Linked DNA regions of Oryctolagus cuniculus: region 1 is linked to region 2. The links are chromatin contacts, called in public Hi-C maps. All regions are on one chromosome and are shown on one strand. The core of a region is the stretch at or near the end of the contact, and the rest is flanking DNA. Distances in the headings are between cores, read along the strand shown.

Region 1 (5,183 bases), core at 1,004-3,503, 160 kb before region 2:
TTTTATTTATTTGAAAGGCATAGTTATGGAGAGAGGAAGGGAGAAATAGAGAGAGAGAGGAGATCTTACATCTGCTGGTTCACTCCCCAAATGGCTGCAGTGGCCAGGACCTGGGCCATCTTCCACTGCTTATCCGGGTGCATTAGCAGGGAGCCGTATCAGCAGTGGAGCAGCTGGGTCTCAAATCGGTGCCCATATGGGGTGCTGGTACTGCAAGCAGCAGCTTAACCAGCTATGCCACAATGCCTCCCCCTCATTAACATTCCTGAGTTGGAGATGTTGTTCCAAGCCAAGCTAGTAACTGAGAAGCAGGAGTGGAGAGGCCTGTGATGTTCCTTGGGTGGTGTGGGGGAAGTGATATTTGACATTTGGATCAGGAAATGAAATCTCTGCCAATGTAAGCATCCAAATGAGATTCCACACATAGAAAAGCTTTCAAAGCAAAAACTTCTTTCATTCATAGTCACCAGGATGGGGAACCTCTGTCATTTTGGATTGAATGCCCACAGCAATCACTGCGAACCTAGGACGTATTCGTCCCTGGTGATTTTCTTTTTGTTTTGTTTTGTTTTTGATAGGCAGAGTGGACAGTGAGAGACAGAGAGAAAGGTCTTCCTTTTCCATTGGTTCACCCCCCAATGGCCGCTGTGGCCAGCACACCACCCTGATCCAAAGCCAGAAGCCAGGTGCTTCTTCTGGTTTCCCATGCGGGTGCAGGGCCCAAGCACTTGGGCCATCCTCCACTGCCCTCTCGGGCCACAGCAGAGAGCTGGCCTGGAAGAGGAGCAACCAGGACAGAATCCGGCGCCCCGACCGGAACTAGAACCCAGGGTGCCGGCGCCACAGGCGGAGGATTATCCTAGTGAGCCACGGCACCAGCTGTCCCTGGTGATTTTCAGAGTTGCCCATAGTTGAACAAATTCTAGTGTTCTTAGAAAATCCTGTGAAGAGGTGAATTTTGTCACACAACAGTTTTTTTCCTTTGCTTTTTGCTTTGGCTTACAGTGCAAACAGATTTTTAAAAACCTGTCTTTGAGAGCAGGCATTTTGCCTAGCAGTTTGAAGTCTCCTGTGTCTCGTGTTGGAGTACCTGGATTTGATTCCCAGCTCTGGCTCTTGACTTGAGCTTTTTGCTAATGCAGACTGTGGGAAACAGCAGTAATGGCTTCAGTAATTGGGTTCTTGCCACCCCTGCGAGAGACCTGGATTGTCTTCTCAGCTCCTGGCTCCAGCCCCAGCCCAGCCCTGGCTGTTGGGGGCATGTAAGAAGTGAGCCAGCAGATAGAGCCTGCTCTTCTCTCTCTCTGCCTCTCAAAAAAACAAATGCAAAATTTACAACTCTAAGAGCCAGGTATCTGTATTATAACATTTTAAAATTGTAATAAAACAACTTTATTTTGCTGAATTCCTATATCCTCGGTTGTACTGAATTTCTCTTGGTGTGGTAAATGTGTTAAGTGCTTTAGGTACTTCTTGGGTATGTTGGAAAGAATAGAATAAGTACTTGAAGTAATGACAATAAGAAAATCACTCAATATGATAGTGGAAATTGATTTGGGAACAAGGAATATCTTTTTTTTTTTTTTTTTAAGTTTTATTTATTTATTTGAAAGGCAGAGACAGAGAGGTCTTGCATCCACTGGTTCACTCCCCAGGTGGCCACAACGGCTGGAGCTGAGCCAGTCCGAAGCCAGGAGCTTCTTCCAGGTCTTCCAGGTGGGTACAGAGGCTCAAGGACTTGGGCCATCTTCTGCTACTTTCTCAGGCCATAGCAGAGAGCTGGATCGGAAATTGAGCACCTGGGACTCAAACTGGCACCCATATGGGATGCCAGCGCTGTAGGAGGTAGCTTTACCGGCTATTCCACAGCACCAGCCATGGAATATCTCTATTAAAGGAGAGATTTGTGATGCCCAAGGATTGAAGTGAAAAAGTATTTTGGCTAACTGTAACAGTAGTTTATTGATGTAATTCCATCATGGGTTTAACTTCTTGTAGTGTACACTAGAGGGCAAAATTCCCCCTTGAAAGATAGGTTGATTTTAGCAAAATCTCTGGAACTTGAACCATTACTAAGATTGGATATATAAGTACTGTACATTTTTGTTTTTTCTTTGTATGTTTGAAAGGCAGAGTTACAGAGAGGCAGAGGCAGAGAGAGGTCTTCCATCCGCTAGTTCACTCCCCAGATGGCCACAGCAGCTGGAGCTGGGCTGATCCAGACCCAGGAGCTTCTTCCAGGTCTCCCAGACAAGTACAGGGTCCCAAGGACTTGGGCCATCTTCTACTGCTTTCCCAGGTCATAGCAGAAGGCTGGATTGGAAGAGGAGCAGCCAAAACTCATACTGGCACCCATATGGGATGCCAGCCTTGCAGGCAGTGGCTTACTCATTACACCACAGAGCTGACCACTACATTTTTTTTGCCTAATTACTATAGTCTGTTGGTATGGGATTTCTGTGTACTGAGTAATTAACATTCTTTCTTTGGAATGTGTTTTGTTTTTAATTCTACCATTGTGATTTAAAAGTGAAAGATAGAAGCAGGTGTTTATTTCTTCAAGCAAGAGAGAGCAGGCACTCCTGTTGCTTTACTTCCCAGATGGCCCAGCCAGGTCACCAAAGCCAAGAACTCAATCCAGGTCTCCCACAGTGGTGTTAGTAATCTAAGTACTTGATCCATTACCTGCTACCTCCCAGGGTGTGCATTAGCAGCAAGCTGGAATTTGGAGCAGAGCAAGAACTCGAATTCAGGCACTTCAGTATGGGATGCAAGCATCTTTTTTTTTTTTTTTTTTTTTTTAAGATTTATTTATTTGAAAGTCAGAGTTACACAGAGAGGCAGAGAGAGAAAGAGAAGAGAGAGGTATTCCATCTGCTGGTTCATTCCCCAAGCCAAGAGCCAGGAGCTTTTTCCTGGTTTCCCACACAGGTACCGGGGCCCAATGACTTGAGTAATCTGCTTTCCCAGGCCATAGCAGAGAGCTGGATCAGAAGTGGAGAAACTGGGTCTTGAATTGGCACCCATATGGGATGCTGGCACTGTAGGTGGCAGCCTTACTCACTATGCCACAGCGCCAGCCAGGCATCTTTTTTTAAGGTTTATTTATTTAGGGGCCAATGCTGTGTAACAGCAAGTTAAGCTGCCATGTGCAGCGCCCGCATTCCATGTGGGCACTGGTTCCAGTCCTGGTAGCCTTGCTTGCAGTATAGCTCCCTGCAACCTGGGCTCCTGACCCAGCCTTGGTCATTCTGGCCATTTGGGAAGTGAGCCTGTGGATTGACTATCTTTGTTTTCTCTTCTCTCCTCTCCCCTCCTTTCCCCCCTCTCTCCTTTAACTTTGCCTTTCAAATAAAAAAATAAATCTTTATAGAAACTCAAAAAAAATTTTTTTTTTATTTGAAAGGCCGAGTTAGAAGAGAGAGAGAGAGAGAGAGAGAGAGGGAGAAATCTTCTGTTTGCTGATTCACTCTCCCAAATGACTGCAGCAGCCATAGCCGGGCCAGGAACTTCTTCAAGTCTCCCATGTGGTTGCAGGGGCCCAAGCACTTGTGTCATCTTCCACTGCACACTGTTACCAGTGTCTATCAGGGTTTTCTCCACAATCCTTATGTTAACTGAATTTTCATAACCCACTGGTCTGAATTGTGAGTTAAAATTTTTCTTCCTTTGCAAACCTTTACCAAAAACAGGTATTTTTTTTCTAAAAATTAAATTAACAATACATTGTTGTGTGTTTGTCAAATGTTATGGATTGAATAAATGAAGCTTTGGATACTACAGAGAGTTTTTATACTATGTTAGTTTATCTAAGTTAATTCTCAGCCATTCAAGAGCTCAGGTTGAAAAAAGTATCAGTTGTAAACCTGCCAGTTTAGGGATTGTGTATTATTGATCCTTTGAAATGTAGTATGGTATTCTCTCTCAGGTCGTTTGTGTTGGAAGCTACTTGTCCTAAATGTTTTAACGTCAGGGAAGAATGTCATTCATCCTGAGCGTAGCAATTACTGCTGCTTCTGTTCTGATCAAGCACCCAGTAAGGGAACCTCGATGCCATTTCACAGGGGCTGTGATGATACAGAAAGAATCATAGCAGGTAAATAAATTTAGATTGGGGGGATTTTTCATATGGGAGAGGCTAAGCAGCTGTGCCCTAATTATTTTGGCTAGAGATTGAAAATTAGCCTGATCTAAAGTCCAGCATTTACTATATTCAGTTACTTAGCTCTGGATTCTTGCCAAAACCCTGTTACGCAAGTGGGTCTATGATAAATTTGAGATGAAATAATTTCAGACCTTTAAAAATAGGCTGCATTTCCATATCATTTAGGACATGACATGTTCTAACCAAGCTTTTATCTGTAGATGGAGTGAATCTGGATGCTTAAGACTGTAAAAACAATTCAGAGTGCTTTGATTATTAGCCTTTCCTTGAATTTGAAATGTGGCATGATTTTGTAGTTGCTAATTTGAGGATGAGCAGGAAAAAAACCCATGCTTTGCACTGGCTTCTGCTTTGTGCTGAGGTCCTGTACTTCCAGCTTCCTGTGAGAATGATGCATTTGTAGGAGTGGGGGCAGATAGATCGTGTGTGTAGGATGTGACTTGCTTGGATCAAAAGCGAGAATTAAGAAGATCCAAGGATGGGCCGGCGCCGCAGCTCAATAGGCTAATCCTCCACTTTGCAGCGCCGGTGCGCCGGGTTCTAGTCCCGGTCGGGGCTCCAGATTCTGTCCCGGTTGCCCCTCTTCCAGGCCAGCTCTCTGCTGTGGCCAGGGAGTGCAGTGGAGGATGGCCCAAGTGCTTGGGCCCTGCACCCCATGGGAGACCAGGAGAAGTACCTGGCTCCTGCCATCGGATCAGCGCGGTGCGCCAGCCGCGGTGCGCCACCGGCGGCCATTGGAGGGTGAACCAACGGCAAAAGGAAGACCTTTCTCTCTGTCACTGTCCACTCTGCCTGTCAAAAAAAGAAGAAAAAAAAAAAGATCCAAGGAATACTGTGTACTAAACTCTCTTCATCTTGGTCTCTTGTCTAGTGTAACTAGCTTCAAAGCAAAGATTTAAGGAAAATTTTGATTTCAAGCAGTAATCAAAGCATCATGTCTGCTTCTCAGCAGTGTTTGTGTTGTACCATGCATTAACTAAATCCACGGTCTGGATACCATTCATTCATTCATTCTGAT
Region 2 (5,668 bases), core at 3,142-5,641:
TCCGAAGCCAGGAGCCAGGAGCTTCTTCCAGTTTCCCACGTGGGTGCAGGGGCCCAAGGACTTGGGCCATCTTCACTGCTTTCCCAGGCCATAGCAGAGAGCTGGATCGGAAGAGGAGCAGCCAGGACTGGGACTGGCACCCATGTGGGATGCTGGCATCACAAGCCGAGTCTTTTCCAGCTTTATGGTTGTACTTTCTATACCGCATGTGCCAGCCATCGAAGGTGGGTGCTGTGGGCTGGCATTGTGGGACAGTGGGTTAGACGCCACCTGAGTTGCCTGCATCTCTTATCCAGAGTCCCTGGTTCAAGTCTCATGTCTGCTTCTGATCCAGTTTCCTGCTAATGCATCCGGGGAGGCGCAGGCAACAGCTCGAGTATTTGGGTCCCTGCTGCCCACATGGGAGACCTGATGGAGCTCCAAGCTCCTGGCTTGGCTCTGCCTAGCCCCAGCTGTTGGGGGCATTCGGGGAGAGAACCAGTAGTTGGAAGGTGTTGCTTTCTCACTCTGCCTTTCAAGTAAGTAGAAATAAATATGTAAACATTAAAACAATAAGGTCCCTGATTCCCTGGATTTTGGTATGTGACACTGGTGTTTTTTTTTTTTTTTTTTTTTTTTTTTTTTTTTGGACAGGCAGAGTGGACAGTGAGAGAGAGAGAGAGACAGAGAGAAAGGTCCTCCTTTGCCTTTGCCGTTGGTTCACCCTCCAATGGCCGGCGCGGCCAGCGCACCGCGCTGATCCGATGGCAGGAGCCAGGTGCTTCTCCTGGTCTCCCATGGGGTGCAGGGCCCAAGTACTTGGGCCATCCTCCACTGCACTCCCTGGCCACAGCAGAGAGCTGGCCTGGAAGAGGGGCAACCGGGACAGAATCCAGCGCCCCGACCAGGACTAGAACCCGGTGTGCCAGCGCCGCAAGGCGGAGGATTAGCCTAGTGAGCCGCGGCGCCGGCCGACACTGGTGTTTTATACAAGTGGAATCAGATGATACTTGTTCTTCTGTGTCTGCTTCATTTCTCTTAGTGTGTGTTCAGGATTCTTCCATGTTGGAGCACGGGTCACTTCTTCCTTCCTTTCCTGGCTGAATAGTATCTCCTTGTATGGAGGAGCTACAATTGGTTGTTGTGTTTGTGAACCAAGTGTGGTTGCCACCTTTTGGCAGTGGTGCTGCTGTGAGCACTGGCGTGCAGGTGCGTGTTCCGGTGCTGTCTGCCTTCGGGGGTGCATCCTTCGCAGTGGGCTCGCTGGGTCCCGGGGCACCGTGCTTAGCTTTCTGAGGCCCTGCCTGGCCCTGCCACCTCTTTCCTCTCTCTCCCAGAGGCCACAAGCCGTGGAGGAGGAGCCCAGGGTCTTCATAGGTTCACCAACACCTGACACTTTCTGTTGTTGTTGTTTTTTTTTTTTTTTTTGCTTTAAATTTTTTCTTTATTTTCATTTTATTTAAAAGGCAGAGAGACAGATGCATGAGGAGAGATCTTCCATCTGCCGGTTCACTTCCCATGGCTGCAACAGCCAGGAGCCTGGAACTCCATCCGCTCTCCCATGTAGTGGCAGGGACCCGAGTCCTCGAGCCACCGCCTGCTGCTTCCCCGTGTGTGCGTTGGCAGGAAGCTGGGTGAGAAGTGGGCGGGGATTTGAGCTTAGACACTTGACGTGGGGTCATGCACTCTAAGCAGCAGCTCCCCCGCATACCCCACGCCTGCCCCTGTGTTCTGTGTCGCCCTCCTGGCAGGAGTGAAGCCGTGGCTGGCGTGGCTGTTCCTAAGCCCCGGGCACGCTGATCGCCGCCCCTTCGGTGTGGAGGGCTCAGTGCCGTGGCCGTGGGGGCTCCTCCCGCTCTCCGGCGTGGGACACCAGGCTTTTGCCATCCCCGCCATGAGGTGCTCGGGGACTTCTCGCCGCGTGAGCGCCGGGTGCTGAGCACCACTGCCGGGGGTCCTGAGTTCACTGCCAAGGGCAGGGTTTGAGGTGAGTTTCCGCACCAGGAATTTGTGCACAGTGTGGCAGGGTTTAGGGGGAGCCAGCGGAGGGCTAGTGAGACACCCAGGGCCGCACTGGAGCTGCAGGGACTCAGGGGGGCTGTGGGGCGGGCGCCGCGGACAGGGCCTGTGGTCTCTGTAAGGCGCGCAGCCCGCCCACCGCAGCCCTAGGGAGCATCCGGAGCTCCCGGAGCCGAGCCTCCTGCGCCCATGGATTCGGCCACCCTCAGGTGGCAAATACAGAAGGAAACATTTGCCTCTGCCCTGGGCGCACTGGCTGATGTCCAGTCCTCGTCCCGAGGAACAGCCTTGCGACAGCCATGTCCACGGCCTTCACGGATGACCTGAAGTGCACGTGAGGGTGTGTGGCTTCCACGCAGGGCCACGCCAGTCCACGTGAGGGGAGTGAGCACCTGCGGGTTTTGGGATCCAGGAGCCCTGGAGCTGGGCCCTGTGGGTACTGGGGGACAGCTGTGCCTCCCCGACTCCAGGGCTGCTCCTGCAGGTGCCTCCTGTGGGCTGAAGCCATTGGGAAGGGAGAGAGGGCAGGGGACCTGTGGGTGCAGTCCCGCCCCTGGCGGTCAGCTTCCGGGAGGCCAGAAATGGAGTGTGGCTGTGGGGGATGGAGGCCGAAGCCACCACAAGGGTGCTGTGGTCAAATGGGAGGCTGCTGGTGGCTGACTGGCACCTGCTCTTTGAGAGCAGATCTGGGGGAGAGAGCTGCAGCTTTTGCGGGTCTCATGGTGTCAAAGTGGCAGCCGAAGCTCTGGGTATTGAGCATCGCACCCCCACAAGAATGTGCCAGGGCACAGAAAGCGGGAAGTTAGATTAGATTGTCCTCAAGAGCTGCCCCTGAGAACCAGGCTGACCGTGTGGACGAGAGGGCGGGGCGGTTCCTCCTCACAGAGCGGTCCCCTGTCCCCTGGCTGGGATGGGGGCAGTGGGCTGGGGACCCAGAGGAATGGCTACAGGTGTAGACGAGGACCCTCGGGTCATCCTGGGCCTCCCCGGGATCACCTCTCGCAGGCCGGGAAACTCTCCCTCCCCAGCCTGGCCCCCGCCCCGCCCCTGTGACCCACAGCAGACGAAGGGACTTCAGCCTGCTTCTGTTTCCTGTTCTGGAAAATTCCCTGAAGCGAGGAAAATACCAGGGGCGAGGCTGCTCGCTCGGACTGGGCGGTGGGGAGCGGCGCTCTCGGCAGACTGCCTGGGCCGGGACACCCACGTGTGTGTGTGCTCGGCAGAGCCTGCCTGTGCCGGATCAGGGAGGGGACAGCCCTGGGCGGCCACAGGCAGCTTCTCTGCTGGCAGGGCCCCCAGTCAGAGCCCTTGATCCACACACAGCTGGAAGCAAAACCAAATTTATAAAGGAAACACCAGCAAAACTTGAACCAGCATCAAGTTCCACGGTGGTGTCGGGTTGCCAAGCCCCCCCCCCCCCCCCCCCGCTTCCTGGGTCATTTTGCCGCGTGGAATCAAAGCTCCATTTTATGGGAAACCAACAGCCGACCCCACAACTGGTTCCCTAGGTGGCGAGTCATCGGGTGGCTGGGTGGACGTCACCAGCCAGGGCGACTTCTTGTCACCCGAAGGCTGCCTGGCTGGGCTGGCGACCAGTGGCCCCCGCCTGATGCCCACGGCCGCGCTCTGCTTTTGGATGTCGGTTTCATCAGCGCCATCTGCCGAGAGTCCAGGTTCACGTCCCGGGGCCCCAGCACTGGGGAAATTCTGCTGATTTTTTTAAAGATTTATTTGCAAGTCAGAGTTACACAGAGAGGGAGAGACGGAGACCCTCCATCCACAGGATCACTCTCCAGATGGCTGCAATGGCCAGGGCTGAGCCAGGCTGAAGCCAGGAGGGTCATCCGGGTCTCCCACGCGATTGCAGAGGCCCAAGCACTTGGGCCATCTTCTGCTGCTTTCCCAGGCACTTTATCAGGAATCTGCATCAGAAGTGGAACAGCCAGGACTCGAACTGGTGTCCACATGGGATGCCGACACTGCAGGTGGCAACTTAACCCACTACACCATGGTGCCGGCCCCACCAGCTGGGCCTCTCGAATCCTGAAGTGGGATTGCCTTAATTAGGAGCTGCAAAGCCTCCTGGTGCACTGGGCCCTGCAGGTCCCCCGGCCCTGCGTCCTGAGCTCCTGGGCCATGCCCTGGCCTTGCTCGAAGTGCCCTGGGGATATGGGCATGGCCAAGGCCTGTGGGGTGGGGCCCTGGGACAAGCAGGTGCACTCTTTCCCAGAGACACCTGAGCCAGGCTGGGCTGCGAGGGGGTCTTGGCCCCACTTATCGCCCAAGGTCCTTGGATAACGAAGGGTGGCTCTCGAGCCTCCCTGGCTGGGCAGGGCCATGGGTGCTGGGTGGGGCTCGGGGAACCCTTGGGGATATAAAGGCGGCCGGGGCAGGTAAGCTGTACACCTCTCCGCCTGCGGCACCATGGTTTTCCTTGGGCTCCTCTCCTGCTTCGCCCTCCTGGGGACTGCCTTCAGTAAGTGCTGGGCTCAGCGGCTGGCCAGGCCTGGAGGGTGGGGGTGGGGGTGGGGGGAGTCGAGTCTCTGAGCTCCTGGTGGCCCCTGCGGTCAGGGTCCCGTGGAGGCCGCCGCGTTTTGGGAGGACCCTGTGGCCTGGCTGGGAGGAGCTCTGAGCCCCTCCCTGCCCCAGGCTCTAGGGCACTCGCACACACAGCTGGGGCTGCTGGGGCTGCTGGGGCTGTCTGAGCCTCCTGCCCATGCCCAGGAGTGGGGGCTCAGCCGTGACCTGAGGCTCCGGAAGTGCAGGTGTGGGGGGGGACAGGGCGTGGCCACAGGAATCTTCCCTAGGGGTCCACCAGGCACTTGCTCAGCATTGTGTTTTCTTTCAAAAAGAAAGGAATGGTAAGGAAGAAAGAAAGACTAATGTGACATCCTGGGTCTAATGCTGAGATTCAGCGAATCTTACCTTTTTGCAGATTTGCTTCAGATGTTTTTTAAAGGATAATTATTTATTTGAAAGCCAGAGTTAGAGAGGAAGAGAGAGAGCGAGGTCTTCCCTCCGCTGGTTCATTCCCCAGATGGCTGCAACGGCTAGGGCTGGGCCTGGCTGAAGCCAGGAGCCGGGAGCTTCATCTGGGTTTTCCCTAAGGGTGGCAGGGACCCGAGCACTCGGGCCATCTTCCACTGCTTTTCCCAGGCCATTAGCAGGGAGCTGGATTAGAAGCGTCACAGGCGACAGCTTCACCTGCCACAGTGCCAGTCCCGAGATAGCTCCTTTTATTTATTTATTTATTTTTAATTTATTTGAAAGGCAGAGGGAGAGAGGGAGAGAGAGAAAATCTTCCATCCACTGGTTCACTCTCCTGATGTCTGCAATGGCTGGAGCTGGGCCAATCTGAAGCCAGGAGCTTCCTCTGAGTCTTCCCAGAGGGGAAGTGCAGGGGCCCAAGCGCTTGGGCCATCTTCACCACTTCCCCAGGCCGTAGCAGAGAGCTGGACTGGAAGAGGAGCAGCCAGGACTCCAGCCGGCACCCATATGGGCTGCTGGCACTGCAGGCGGTGGCTTTACCCACTGCGCTACAGTGCCAGCCCCAGATAGTTCTTTTTAAAGTCTTAGTTATTTGAGAGGCAAAGGCACAGAAGTGTACCACCATCTGCGGGGACATCTACAATTTCCAATTGTCCAAAATGGACAGGGCCAACTCCAGGAG

The links. A called contact is a pair of places that touch in the nucleus more often than the background predicts.
Region 1: a Hi-C map of psoas muscle shows a contact between it and region 2, with 4 times the contacts expected there. The contact joins the enhancer-like site here to the promoter of CTRB2 in region 2. A contact is called at or near these places in 6 of 6 Hi-C or Micro-C datasets (ear pinna, embryonic fibroblasts, liver and 3 more).

The regions. Positions count from the first base shown.
Region 1 is chr18:57,825,146-57,830,328 of mOryCun1.1, reverse strand. All of the region lies in intron 5 of CFDP1 (craniofacial development protein 1), which reads left to right. Among named protein-coding and RNA genes, the nearest start is that of CFDP1, 33 kb to the left of the region's middle. Within about 2 kb of position 2,253, at least 1 of the 8 cell types and tissues checked has an H3K27ac peak or open chromatin away from gene starts, as enhancers often do.
Region 2 is chr18:57,669,291-57,674,958 of mOryCun1.1, reverse strand. It overlaps CTRB2 (chymotrypsinogen B2), which reads left to right and starts at 4,391. Exons shown (of 7, transcript XM_017342364.3): 1 at 4,391-4,474. The coding sequence starts at 4,423.